2 separate regions of the Mus musculus genome follow, and region 2 is linked to region 1. A link is a contact called in public Hi-C data. All regions are on one chromosome and are shown on one strand. Each heading gives the region's core, a stretch centred on a gene start, on an enhancer-like site or on the middle of the called end of the contact. The rest is flanking DNA. Distances are from core to core; before and after follow the strand shown. Region 1 overlaps Mosmo (modulator of smoothened). Region 2 overlaps Mettl9 (methyltransferase like 9).

The links. A called contact is a pair of places that touch in the nucleus more often than the background predicts.
Region 2: a Hi-C map of CD4 T cells shows a contact between it and region 1, with 2.9 times the contacts expected there. The contact joins two enhancer-like sites. A contact is called at or near these places in 2 of 484 Hi-C or Micro-C datasets (CD4 T cells and CD8 T cells).

The regions. Positions count from the first base shown.
Region 1 is chr7:120,698,429-120,701,470 of GRCm38.p6, reverse strand. The region is part of intron 1 of Mosmo (modulator of smoothened); the gene reads right to left. Among named protein-coding and RNA genes, the nearest start is that of Gm51495, 8.0 kb to the right of the region's middle. Within about 2 kb of position 1,575, at least 36 of the 459 cell types and tissues checked have an H3K27ac peak or open chromatin away from gene starts, as enhancers often do. A contact at or near this core is called in CD8 T cells, where this site is marked.
Region 2 is chr7:121,058,252-121,061,293 of GRCm38.p6, reverse strand. All of the region lies in intron 4 of Mettl9 (methyltransferase like 9), which reads right to left. Among named protein-coding and RNA genes, the nearest start is that of Igsf6, 15 kb to the left of the region's middle. Within about 2 kb of position 1,638, at least 49 of the 459 cell types and tissues checked have an H3K27ac peak or open chromatin away from gene starts, as enhancers often do. A contact at or near this core is called in CD8 T cells, where this site is marked.

The DNA.
Region 1 (3,042 bases), core at 326-2,825:
CTGGAGCCACTTTCACTGCTTATCTCAGTCTCCTCTAACTTGTCAAAATCATTTTGTTTGTTAATTTTCCTTATTTATTCCTTCTTCTCATTCCTGATGCAATGGTTTCTGTTCAAGTCACCACATTCTAATCCTGAAATTATTCAAGTAATTTCTTACCTATTCCTTTCCTTATTTCATCCACTTTTACACACATATGTACACCGAGTCACACACACATACACACATACACACACTGGATGCCTTCTATGTGCCAGGACCGTTCATGGATGCATGCAAGTGTGTCTTATTGTTAATGTGATTGTAGACACAAGGTGATGAAACCATGTACAACCTTATAATAAACAGAAATGAGTACAAATGTAATTGAGGAGCTCAGAATGGACTCTGTGGAATCAGGTATCAACTGGACATGATAGCTCACACCTGTAATTCTAGCACGTGGACGCTGAGGCAGGAGGATTACCAAGTGCCAGCTTGGGCTATTTAGTGAGTTCCAGGATAGCCTGAATACCCTATCTCAAAAAGTAAGTAAACAAAATTCACTGTCAATAGTGTTCCTAAGAGTATAGATTTTTACAAAAACGCTACTCAGGCTGAAATCCCTGCTCATCCCCTGTACAGCTAGGAAATCCCCGTCTCCTTTCCCCAACCTGGCCAGCACTGTGAAAACTCCCTTGTCTGCTTGAAGAAAACTCCGGGCTAACATGTCCCCGTTTCCGGTAACCCACCCAAGAGTGCCCGCCCAGGAGCTCAGATTTTGATCATGTATGGGCATAATCCCGGGTCCTAGTAGGAACTTCATCACACCTCACCTAAACTCTACAAAAACCCTTGCTTTAGCCTGGATGTGTGACTTCACTGAGCTCCACCTGTGAGACCAGTGAACCCATCTGAGAGCTGCCCCTAATAAACCTACCTTTCTCTACTTTTAATCTGATCTAATCTGGCCTATGTCTGTGTCGCTGAGAGAGAGAAAAAGCCTATCAGTTATCACTATGTCTGGTAGAGAAATGAGCCTGTTCAATCAAATAAACATTATACAAAACCCAACAACAAACCAAAACAAAAGGGACTTGGAAGACTGAGACAGGAGGATAATCAAAAGCTTGAGGCCAACCTGGGCTACATGGCAAGACCCTGTCACAAACAAACAAACAAACAAACACTCCAAATAAACCCACACTAGTATGTTTAATGGAGAGAGACTAAACATTTTCCTTCTCAGATAAAGAGTAAAACAAAAGATGTTTGTACTGTAAGTTCTAGCCAGAACAGTCAAGAAAGGAAATTAAATCCTTCAGAATACTACCAGAAGTAATAAATTCTGTAGGAAGTAAGGTCAACATACAAAAATACATTCTTGTATATTAGTAATTAATTTAATATGCCATAACTCAAGAAAGTAAATATACTGACTGTTATAAATGTTTTTATAATAGTAGCTCCTCCAAACCACAACACAACAACAAAACATGCAGGTGTAAACTTGACCAACTCAGTAGTAAGTTCTCACTTCTGTCAGGCGTGTGAGGCCGCGTCGTGCTGAACAAACCAAGTCAGCAGTTCTTAGAGTCATCAGAGAATTGGGGCTACAGGGCAAACCACTGATGACGCACTGTGTGTGTGTGTGTGTGTGTGTCTGTGTGTATGTGGCTATTTTATTGGGTTTTTATACTTCTACCCTTCCAACCCCCCAACACTAGGTAAGAAAGAAAGATAGAGGCAAAAGGGATGTAGACCTCTTTAGACTACTTCCTGCTGATTAGGGATGTCAGGTTCCCTGTGAACAACTCTGAGAGCTGGAAATTCTAAGAGGCGATCTGGGTGGGAGGAGCCACTTTCTGGAGGTTGTCTCTAGGAACCTTATTGGTTTCTAGCTCACAATAATGATCAAGAGGCTGCCTCATGCAGACAACTGGTAAAAGAGCAAACTATCTGTTTTGAAATAAGCCCAGAACATCTGTTCTTTAATAAAAAATGTGGCTGAAAAGAAACCATTTCACCAGAACCCAAGCAGACATCTCAAAAAAGAAAGTACTTTTCTCACCTTAACCAAATATCCAATCCTTCTGGCTTCCTGTCTCAGAGGAGAAAGAACCAAGAAGCCCCTGAAAGGGCCACAACCCAGAATGCAGACATTAAGACTGGACCTAATCCCAGGGCCACAGTGGTTTGCATTCATTGTACACCTTTCCGTCTCATCACAGGGCTCCTACAAGCTGCAACTCAGAGAACAGCAGGCCTCAGGCTTTACTTAAATCTCTAGCAGCTAAGGGAAGGCCGCTATTGCAGAGGATCAGAGTTTAGTTTGCAGCCTCCATGTCATGCAGCTCTCAATGGCAGCTCTGTTAACTGCAGCTCTGAGAATCAAACACCCTCTTCTGGCCACTCACACACACATGAGCACAAACACAGACACAGTTCAAAACAAACAAACAAAAGAGCTTTTAAAAAGCCTTTAAAACTTACCACAGAAATGGAGAAGAACAAAGTCTAAACATATGCGACTCATACTCAAACTATAGGAAACAAAAAAGAAACTGGCAGCTTCATACACTACTTACAGGCAAGTAAAAGAGTGATTGGAACCACAGTGAACAGCTAGCTGATCCAGAAACCCTCCACACTACTCAGCATCACTACTAGGTATATATGCATATAAAAACTCTGTCTACATGAAAATGTGTATGGATATGAATGTTCATATCAGGATTGTTTATGATGACCACAAATGGTGGAAACAACCCAAATATCCATTAACAACCAGGTGCCAGTTAGAGTGAGAAAAGTGTATCCCTGAGTAGCGACAAAAGGGATGGGACTTTGATGCACACTACCCACCATATGGATACTGCTTGAATGCTATGCAGAAATGCCAGTGATAAAAGACCACAGATTAGGATTCCATTTATACAAACCATGTAGGACAGGACAAGAGAAATAGAAAGTAGATTAAATAGCTCCCTAGAAGTAGGGCTGGGGTAGGTGGGGTGAGGGTACAAGGGCTTCTTTTTGAGATAATGACAATGCTCTATAACT
Region 2 (3,042 bases), core at 389-2,888, 360 kb before region 1:
CTCCCATGTAACTCCCATGTAACACCCATGTAACTCCCATGTAACTCCCATGTAACTCCCATGTAACACCCATGTAACTCCCATGTAACTCCAGCTCCTTGGGAATATTTGGCTTCTGTACAAACCTGCACTCATACACCCCAATGCTTGTACATAAATCAATTTTTAAAACTTAGGGGCCAGCAATATGGCTCAGAAGGTAAAGGTGCTTTGGCCAAGCTTGAAGACCTCAATTCCTGGGACCCACACGGTGAAGGGAAACACCAGGTCCCACAAGCTGTCCTCCCAACACATACAAACAAACACACTTAAAAAAATTTAAAGGGCTGAGGATATACTTCAGTAAAGAGCACTGTGTAACACATATGCGACTATGAGTCTAATCCCTAGCACTGCAAAAAAAAAGGTAATGTTAACACTCAAGAACTCAAGACACTTTCACTTAGAATGTCACAGATTCAATCCAGTGCTGCACTGAGTGGAGATGGGAGAAGACCAGGAGTGCCAGCGTGGCACCGCCAGTCAGACGAGGGTGTCTTCTGTGTGATCATCTCAGAGATGCTCAGCACTCAGATATAAAATTCAATACTAAACTCTTAAGAAAATGGAATTTGCAAAAAGAGTATCAACCAAGCAGCAATCTAAAGCAGTAACAATCCTATTTAACAGCTCACTCCCTGCATCCACTCCAAGAAACAATCAGGTGCCATGAGTCAGTCGAGAAAGGCATCTAAGGTACTTACTCCTAATGGCGTCTACCTGCATACAGGTAGAGAAACATTCGAAGCATGTTTAAGGTGACCTAAAATCACAAAGGGTCTAAGAGTAAGAGAAGATTTTTCATTACATACCCTTTTGCAAGCAGCCCAAACAATTTTTACCATGAGTGACTTTTGCATAAAATTATGATTTTAACAAATTAATCATGATTAAAGTTTCAACTGTACAACATAATTCTCCTTAATTACAACCTGTTCTCTAACTAGGTCTCACCTGGTAACCAACCCTTAAGGAAGCCTAGGTGAGGGAACCAAGTAAACAGATCAAAAAGAAACATATCAGTCTGCTTTTTCTAAGTTAGCCTAAACAACAAAATTAGAGTTACATGCATGACACTGATTGCCCCCCCCAAAAAAAACCCCAATAAGAGTAATCACTTCACCTATAATTGCTTTTTGTTAAATAATTAACTAGGCCAAGCAGGCTAAGCGCACTGTGTGCCTTCAAGTGTCCAGTCCTCAGTTTCCATGGAGATCATCAGGACCTCATCAGGCTAAGCCTGGAAGACAGGAGCAGTAACAGCACCAACAGTGCTGCAGACGATCTGAAGACGTTACAGGGCAGTAAAGGGCATCCCTAGCAACAAGGCTTTGTCCCATTTGTCCCGTGCCACAAGCAGACTCCTCACAGTCCACAGGCAACCCTGACACCCACAACCAAGGAGCTTGTTCTCAGTCCTAACTGAAGGCTGTTTAGCTTCACTTCCTTTCCATTTTTCTTGCCAGAAACACAAGGAAATGAAATTTGTGGTTAGATTGATGTTTTGTTTTTCTGCTTTTCCTCCTCCTGTTTTACCAGGAAGCAGTAGCATTAAAGTTCTATCATGTGGTTGCCCAACAAGACACAGGAAGCCAGAACCTTACAATTCAATGACTAGTAAGTACAATGCAGAGATGGAGCCAGGCTTAATCACAGAGATTGGCACTGTGGCAAGGTGCGACCAGAAGACACTTATTGAGTCTTTTCACTGTGTAACACACACACGATACACAAATGATAAATTGCACTCACACTTAGAGCAGTGTGAAAAGCCATTCAACAACAGGAATGGACTGCAAGAGGAAGAAGTTCGAGGACATGTTTATTCCATCCATTTTCTCCCTCCCCTCCCACGTCTACAGATTTCCACCCACCTGTAACCCACTTCTTGAGAGGCAGAAGCACAAGGATCCGGAGTTGAAGCCACCCTGAGTTACATAGCAAGATCAGATTACATGAGGCCCTGCCTCAAACAAAATAAAACAAAAAATCAGGGAACATGGCTCAGTGATGGGGAGACGACTCCATGGCCAAGCATGAGACTGGCCTTCAGATCCCTGGCGCCCACACAGGAGATGGGTGAGGCCGCATGGAACTGTAATATCAGTGGGAGGAAACAGGCAGCGATCTGACCCTTCAGACATAAAGCAGCAAGCTCCAGGTTCAGTGAGACCCTGTCTCAAAAAGTAAAGAGGGACAGACAAGGAATGTCAACCTCTGCCTGCACTTTCCCCCGCCCCTTCTCCCCCCCCTCACTCATACAGGGGGAGGGGCAAGACAGAGAATATTTCCTATTTTCCATACTAACAACAAAAACTCTTCGATTTGGCAAATGTACAGGCAAGCATTAAGTACAGAGGGAGGCATGGTGACCTAACCACTGTAAATCTCAGCATATGGGAAGCTGAAACAGGAGGGTCATGAGTTTCAAACCAGCTAAAGCTGCAGGAACCTGTCTCCAAAATGAGCAAGCAAGCAAACAAACAAGAAATAATGAGAAAATAAAAGAAAGGAAAGAAGGAAGGAAGGACTATGACCATGGGTGAACAGCAAGGTCAAGAACAGAATTCAGAAGCATATGTGCACACAGCAACATAAATCCACAATGTTCCACAATCACAAAAAAAAGGAATGTTATTCCTTAAAATATGGGTTTCCATGGTATTTAGTGGCTCTAACACTTGCAAAATAGTAAGGAATTCCTTTAAAATGTTTGCAAGTACTTGAGAGCTGAGCAAATGTCCAATCTGGGCATTAAAACTAGAAAACTAGGAGCTGCAGATACAACTTGATTGGTAGACTATTTTATTTGCCAAACATCAGGAAGCTGTGGGCTCGATCTCTACCACCACATAAATCCTAGCACAGGGGAGGTGGAGGCAGGAGGATAAAAAATTCAAGGTCATCTTTGGCTACACAGTAAGTTTGAGGCTAGCCTGGGCTACATGAGGACTGTCTCGAAAGTAAAAAGACAAAAGACTTTAAAAATATTAGCATGCGTAA